Regions from separate parts of the Mus musculus genome. Here region 2 is linked to region 1. The links are chromatin contacts, called in public Hi-C maps. All regions are on one chromosome and are shown on one strand. The core of a region is the stretch at or near the end of the contact, and the rest is flanking DNA. Distances in the headings are between cores, read along the strand shown. Region 1 overlaps Gmds (GDP-mannose 4, 6-dehydratase). Region 2 has its middle 30 kb from the start of Gm40876.

Region 1 (3,755 bases), core at 453-2,952:
AGAAAGCAGAAAAAGACTTAGCTATTTGGAAAAGTATGCCAAAAATGACAGTAACAATAACCACTCTCAAGGATGATGAGCTTATCTTCTGTAGCTGCAAAGGAGCTCAGTTAGCAGAACGGAGGAAGGAGACAGACTTGGTAGAAAGAATGTGAACTCCAAGGATAGGAAGGCTGGAAAGCAAACGCTGCTGACAGATGTGGTATAGTGTGAACTAGCACTGGAGAACTGAAAGCAAAAGAAAACGGGATCCTATTTGCCTTGTTCTTCCCAAGTGCGTCACCTGCCCGAAGACAAAAACAGAATTACTTGGAAAACTGCTTGGTTTTGATGAAGCCTAAAGAAAAAGTAGCCAGCTGGCCAAAATGTGAAAGTCATGGTCTGAAAAAAAAAAAAAATTCATGAAGACAATCAAAACGGTAATCACTGAAACCTCTGACATGGCAGGCAGTGCCAAGAGTTGAAAGCAATACCCACCTCCCTCACTCTCACATGCATGTTGAGAGTCCCTAATTTCAGTGGTACGTGATACTGGTTGCCAGCCCAAAAGAGATGCATGAGACTCTGAACATTAAGTTTCCAGTTACTTGTTCCAAAAGGATATTTTGATAATATTCCAAATGGGGAAGAAAAACGTACAGACATGAGATTGCTATAATTTTGGAACTTTGACATTAATTATCTCTAGTCTGGCGTGAAGGCACTGGAAACCTCTGCATCATTCCGAGATCATCATGCTGCATCCACTTCATTTATCATCCCTACCCATATGCCAACAGCACCCATCAAGAGAATGGCAATAATCTGGTTTGTTCACAGAGTTTCATTTCTTAATGAGATCCTTACAAAACATATCATACTGAAAATACAGAATTTTTCTCTATGGTGCTCAATATATATATATATATATATATATATAAATGTATCCAAGTAAATGCTGTAAGCTTAGAATAATTCCCATGATACTAGATAATTCAGCAACTTAGAAACTAAAAGTAGCCACGTTTTTAAACATAATGGAACAGATGTGCTGCTGACAGTTTCTCTTTTTTAAAAAAAAGTATTTAAATACAAATGCAATTTGAAATATGCTAGAAGTACCTAATGTAAAATAACCATGTGTGCAACCCCATGTAAAGGCTGCTCTATGCTACACATTCTCAACTGGGGCACCAGAACCATAGAATTAAATTCCTGTCTCAACCCAGTGTTCAGAAACACACTTTTACTATTCCTGGGAGCATTTTCACATTTTTGTCAGAATGTTGAGTGAGCAAGAGAGTAAATAACTTTCAAAAGCATTTTTGGAGTAGTAAAACCTTAAGTTCCTTGCTAGAGGGACTGATCCAAAATAAATTAAATGCTGGTGTGACTAAGCCGAGTGTGGTAAATACAGATTTGTAGTGTGAAAACCTCCAGTTAATGGGTCTTTCAGTGTCTCAACATGTACTTCGAAGTCCTAAGTAGGGCAGCAAAGTGTAAACACAAGACTCAAAAGCCTCCTCTGGCTATGGTTTGGGCTCACAACTAGGAAAGTTAATAGTACTGACGACATAGACTCACTAAAACATCGCATCCTGGTGTGGTTTTGCTCAACTGTGTGAAAAGAAGTATCATTTAGGGAGAAAAATCCCAAAATCTGAGGAAGCCCAGAGAAGCACCATGTATGACTAAGCAGAAATTCTGTAGACAGCCCAGAGGTGAATAACTGACTACCCTTCTACACAGCACATCCCTGGCCCAGATGCCACTGCACTACCAATCCACTCTTAGGAATCACAAACGACACTGGAAAAACTCTAAAGGTCAACTCAATGTCATTATTTCACCAGTAAGAAAACAAAAACTCAGCAATATAAAAACACAGGAAAAAAAAAACCAGAAAACAACAAAAGCACTACAGTCTTTTTGCTTGCCTAAGGCTACCTTAGACATTTTATATATGAATAAAAAAGAAAAGGTAGATAGTTCCTCATAAATACAATGGCAGTGATCTATATATAATCAGTAGACAAATGCCTGCTCAATGTGCACAAGGTCCAGGTTCCACTGCCAATCATGTAAACAGAAAGAATTTGAAATTGTAGAAACAGGGCAAAGAGAACAAGATGTATTTTTAAAAGAACAGCTCAAACCACTAGCAAATGTTGGTTCATTTATATGCATTTCCTCTTATTTAAAACCTGATTGGTAGATAATTTAACCACAACACCCCTGTGAACAGGCACACAATAAACATGCACGTAAGAATTGTGTAAAACTCAGCCAGAGAAAGCTGTTCTAGCCACCTGAACTCAGGGCTTTTAAAAGCTACAGGGCAGTGCACAAGTGGAGCAGCTGTCCCAACACAAGCAGAAACTGAGCTCAAAATATTCCCACGCCAGTTCTCCTGAATGCAGCCTATTTTATGCTTTTGCGTAGATTCAAGGAAACAGAACTACTATTTAAAAGTGCATTTACAAAGAAGCCTTTTAAAAGCGTCAAAATAAATTACTTTGAAGTATATTTCACCAACACACCTCCAGCTTTCCCTATTTGTTGGTCGACAGAACCCAACTGTGACTATTTTTAGCCACCTTTACAAGCTGTGGGAAGACTCAGGACACAGCAGATCCCAACTAGAACTGTGGGCATTAACTAAGTCCCAAGGTTTGGGGCCATATGAATTTTCTTTTACCTTTTCTTCTGTCTTTCAATCTATCTTTAAATTACCTTACATACTGGAAGTGGAAGAAAAATGTTTTTAAGACTATCTTCATGTAGTGTGCATGCGAGACAGAAAGTCTACCACAGTAATAGCAATGTGCTCAAGAAAAAATATTTAGAGACCACAGTATTCTTAGAGTTTGTAATTTATCATTTCTTTCAAAAATTTTTCTATATAATATGTTATAGGAGATGATAAAGATCTGCCAAATGATTTCCATTTAGAAACATGCACTTAGAGATCAGTGCCATTGAAACAAGGACAGCAACAAACTGAATAACTTCCAATCAAGGTCGAAATATGCTTAAAATTTTCAGTATTATGTTTTTGGTTCTTAAGTCCACTTCTCAAACTTCTACAAAGCTGTCTCCACAGAGTTTCAAGAGTGGAAAGTCCAACATCAGATTAGATATTACCTTTTACTGCATTGTCCTCAACATCTTTTGATGTCCATTTAAATGTGCAAACTTAGCACGTCAAATTCTAAACTGGTCAATGAAATTATTTCCACCTATCATAAGCAAGCAATTACTCTGGATTAAGAGTTGGTGATAACTGAAACTACAGAATATTCAAAAGATTGGATGTTTGTGCAACTTTGTAGATATTGACCATAAACTAAGTCCTAATTCTAACTACTAAATAAATTGGAAAAGTTCTTTTGGTTGACTAAACTTTCTAAGTATTATTATTACCTCTATCATTATGCAATACTTAATATAGGCTATCTCTTTCTAGCCCACAAAAATGCACAAAGACAACACTAGGTTCATAGCTCCTAAGTAGTTTGAAAAGGTTGAATATGAATATGATTGGACTGCACCACATTTGCAAAATTCCTGTAGCTATGTCTCGACTGCTAGGGCATCCTCAAAGGTACTGAAGCAATACATTTGTATATATTTGTCTAAGTATAACAAAGGTAAAGTTATTTAATTTGGGGGGGGGCTAGAAAGGCAGTTCAATGGTTAAGAGTTCTTACAGCTCTTGCAGGATTCAAGCTTGGTTGCCAAGACCCATGAAGAACAGCTTGCAGCCTCCTTAGCTC
Region 2 (3,755 bases), core at 336-2,835, 240 kb after region 1:
CCCTTATATTGCAGCAGATCATGATGGACAAAAGGAAAGAGAGATCCCCTGCAGATCTCAGCAGCCAATCCAGGAGCTGGATGTGTGCTGACTCAGGTCCCACAGCATCTAAGCGTTTGCTGTGCCCTTTACCCTGTCCATCTGGCAGGGCAGAGATGTCTGTTTATTTTATAGTCACTGAAGTCTGGGAGCAATGCCTCCTCCCCAGCGTGACTACTACACTTAGGCTGGCCTCTGGGGTCACCTAGTATTCCAACCGTGACTCTGAGTCAACACCAAGTGTTAGTGAAGTGTAGGTTTCATAAGCTTCTCGGTCCCACCATTGCGTTTTGCATGTCTTAAGCCCGAAGTACTTGCCTTTTACTCTAGAGTCGGTTATTTCTCTTAGAGTAGTGCTGCTAGATGACATTTTACTTAGTGTTGGTGGCAAAATGAGTTCTCAAAGTGTCCCATTGATGCCTCATTGTAAGGAAGGATTTGGGAGGGTGGGCTACCTGTCGAAGTTTATTGCTCTCTTAAGTCTGTTTTATTCAAGAACGTGTGTGAAGTCACATTCAAGAAAGACGAGCAGTTAGTTTTGGTCTGTTGGCAAATGATTCTTCCACCCCAGTGGCGTGTGAAGTGTTAGGGGGGAATTATAAGTCGGGTGTATTTGGAAGGAGTTCAGATTCTTGGGCTCAGAGGACACTGTTGGATCAAGCTAAGGTCACTGCCAGATGAGTACACTGAATGAGAGGGGTGATGTTTTAGTGTGCTTCATAAAAGGAAGAAGCTGGTAGCATCTTAGTCGGTTTTAGAAACTTAGACTCGATGATTCTGCTATGTCTCTAAGTCTGATTCTTCCAAGCATTGACTTCCAAGGAGAAGCAGCACCGGACAGAAGCCAAGCCAAGCAAATGTAACCCTTTCACAGCCCTCAACGACGCTCCTTAAGTGAGGCTGTGTAACCAAACACTTTTGAAAACTGTGCTAAATAGAGTTAAAGAAAGCGATACTTCGGGAGACATCAGATTCTGAGAAATCCAGGTTAAAAATCCACCGTCAAGTGACTGTCTTTCACCTACACTTTTCGGCTTGTTTGTCACTGCAGGCCAGGGGCAATTCTGCCTCTGCTTCACTAAAGGTGCCACATACACTTCTGTGACCAATTTCCATAAAGTTCGCTTAACAGTTCAAACTTTATTAAGACTCTTGACAAAAACAGCTGCTAGAATTGCAAAGGAATGTAATAATAAAAAAAAAAAAAGCAGAGCCAGAAACAAGCAGTCTATAAAAGCAATATCCACAGAGGCCAACTCCCCCTGGGGTGCAAACTGATCCCAGAGTCTGTCCATACCATGCGGATCCCCAAATGGGCAGACAGCAGGACACCCTGACCCAGCGGAAGCTTCCTGCCTGAGGCTGTGGCCATCGCTCCACTGAACACCAAGCTGAGGTCAAGGCAGGATGCCAGATTAAAAAAAAAAAAAAAAAAACAGGCCAAGAGAAGGAAGGCACGGTGGTTTTAAAGAATGGGGACAAACTGGAGCAAGTTCATTTCATGCTGGTTTTATTACGCAATAAAAAATCGCCAACACATACTCATTTACTAAAGAGAAAACAAGAAGTGTTTAGCTGACTGGAGTCTCCATATCATTTCACACTGGAGAGGTGCACAGTGAACTTAGTGGGTCCTGTGACTCCCTGGACAATCTTAGGGTAGATTTCAGAGTAGAGTAGGACTTAGGTTAGTGTTGATGGCCCACTCTTGTTAAGCTTCTTTGACTTGGGAAGCTGTCCCGTGTATAGTTGATATCCTCTTATAAGGACCTGTGATATTACAGGGAAAAGAACCGCCTTCACTGTGTCGCCTTCCACGTCCAACTGTAATATGTAGAAAATGGTAAATTAGAAAATGTGGTTTTCTCCCCGCTTGCTCCCCTTCCCTCCTTTCATTCCTTGCTTCCTTCTTCCTTCATTATTATTATTGTTTTAAAATGTGAAACAAGGTCTCACTGTAACCCAGACTCACAATCTTCCCCAGAGCTGAGACTGCAGGCAGTGGGGTGGTATTCCACTATGCCTGGCATTTTACTTCTGTGGTTTGGATTGAAATCATAGATGAGGCATCTTGAAGAGGTTAGTGTGGTGAAGGAAGAAGAGAAATCAAAAGCTAGCGCTCTCTCTTTGCGCTGCCCACTCAACATACATGCACAGTGTGACAGAGAGACCATGTGGGAAGCCCCGAAGAACAGAATCTAATCTGTCACGTGGGCATGGTGGAGTCTGACCCCTGCTTATGCACGAAGAATTATCTGGGGGAACATGAAGGCATGCCTTTAGTGATTTGAAAGCTGAGGGAGACATCTGATGGTGGGAGGCCATGTGGGGGCTGCCAAATGGGCAGAAACGTAAGGTGCTCTCATTCAGTGTCTTCTAGTCGTGCAGGTCCAGGGCTCACGTACATCATTTTCTAAGGGAAGTGCAGGGATGCCTATCTTCCTTCAGAGTGAGAGTTGAGCTTGGGTAGAACAGGGTTGTGGCCCTGCCTTCTGTCTACCCATCATTCACTCATTCATCAAACACATGCAAGCTCATAATGTGCCAACTGCTGTTCCAAGCAATAACACGATGGGCATGTGTCCCTGTCCTCCAGGCCTCCATAGAACAAAGAGAGTCGCAAGAGTAGTGTGAGCTGTGTGGGAGGTGGGAGCTTAGGGGAATGTCAACTCACTGGGACTAGGGCCTTGAAAGGATGAGGAAACTGTGGTTGCAACCTGAACCTAGCAAAGTTATCTGGGTGGAAGATAGTTGTGGAATGTGTCTCTTTCTCATTGGGGAGGGCATCTACAGAGGTATTGTTGGAGTAGAACAGCTTCTGAGAGAAGAGGCTGGGGGCGGGGAGCAGCAGACCACAGTGGAAAGACAAGGTTGATCTTCACAGGACCCTGGCTTTCCCCCTCACCAGTCTGTGTTATGCAAGAAGGATGAAAGCCTGTCCTCCCTAGAGGTATGCACTGTCCCCAGCAGCGCATCTTGTTTAAGGATGAGTACATGGTTTCGTTGTTCAGATTCATCAGAATGAGAAGCAAGGTGGTCTGTGTTGGCAAAGGGGCTAAGAAGGTCCAGAGCAGGGCTCTTCCCGCCAAGCAGGAGAGCAGTGAAGAAGCGATCTTGCCTCTGATCCTGGCTCATCAACATGGCTGGACCAGGCACAGTGAACTTCACTCCCAGAGCATAGAGAAGTGGCAGCATGGAGTGGCTGAGGACCAGAAAGCACCACTGGGGCTCATGTAACACCGGGTGCCAGGTGACTTCATCCTTCCTTGAGTCACAGCCTTGAAAGGCACCAGGCTAGCAGCATATGCTTCTGTTGGTTTTAAAGTTTATAGCTTTATTGAGATATAAGTCACATCTTATAAAATTCACCCGCTTTCAAGTATACAATATATTTTTAAAAATCTATAATATTTTGTAAATGTAGTAAAATATATGTATGCTATTTTAACAATCTTGTACAGTCCTGTAGCACTAGTTATATTTGCAGTGTTGTATAACCATCACCGTCGTATCTATTTTTAGTAGATTTTCATAATCGCAAACAGGCTCTGTTTAACCCTTCCCTAGCCCACTTGTAACCTTTACTTTCTATCTGCATGCTTTCCTATCTTAGTATTTCCTGGAGGAGGAGTCAGTTAACACTTGCATTTTTGTACATTTGGCTTCCTAGTTTAAGATTTTCAAGCTTCACCCACATCCGTTGTTTCTAATGATCG

The links. A called contact is a pair of places that touch in the nucleus more often than the background predicts.
Region 2: a Hi-C map of muscle stem cells shows a contact between it and region 1, with 2.7 times the contacts expected there. The contact joins two enhancer-like sites. A contact is called at or near these places in 2 of 484 Hi-C or Micro-C datasets (muscle stem cells and nephron progenitors) and 1 of 115 datasets of contacts at active chromatin or transcription factors (astrocytes).

The regions. Positions count from the first base shown.
Region 1 is chr13:32,258,264-32,262,018 of GRCm38.p6, forward strand. All of the region lies in intron 1 of Gmds (GDP-mannose 4, 6-dehydratase), which reads right to left. Among named protein-coding and RNA genes, the nearest start is that of Gm52055, 26 kb to the left of the region's middle. Within about 2 kb of position 1,703, at least 31 of the 459 cell types and tissues checked have an H3K27ac peak or open chromatin away from gene starts, as enhancers often do. A contact at or near this core is called in muscle stem cells, where this site is marked.
Region 2 is chr13:32,493,811-32,497,565 of GRCm38.p6, forward strand. No RefSeq gene overlaps it. Among named protein-coding and RNA genes, the nearest start is that of Gm40876, 30 kb to the left of the region's middle. Within about 2 kb of position 1,586, at least 35 of the 459 cell types and tissues checked have an H3K27ac peak or open chromatin away from gene starts, as enhancers often do. A contact at or near this core is called in muscle stem cells, where this site is marked.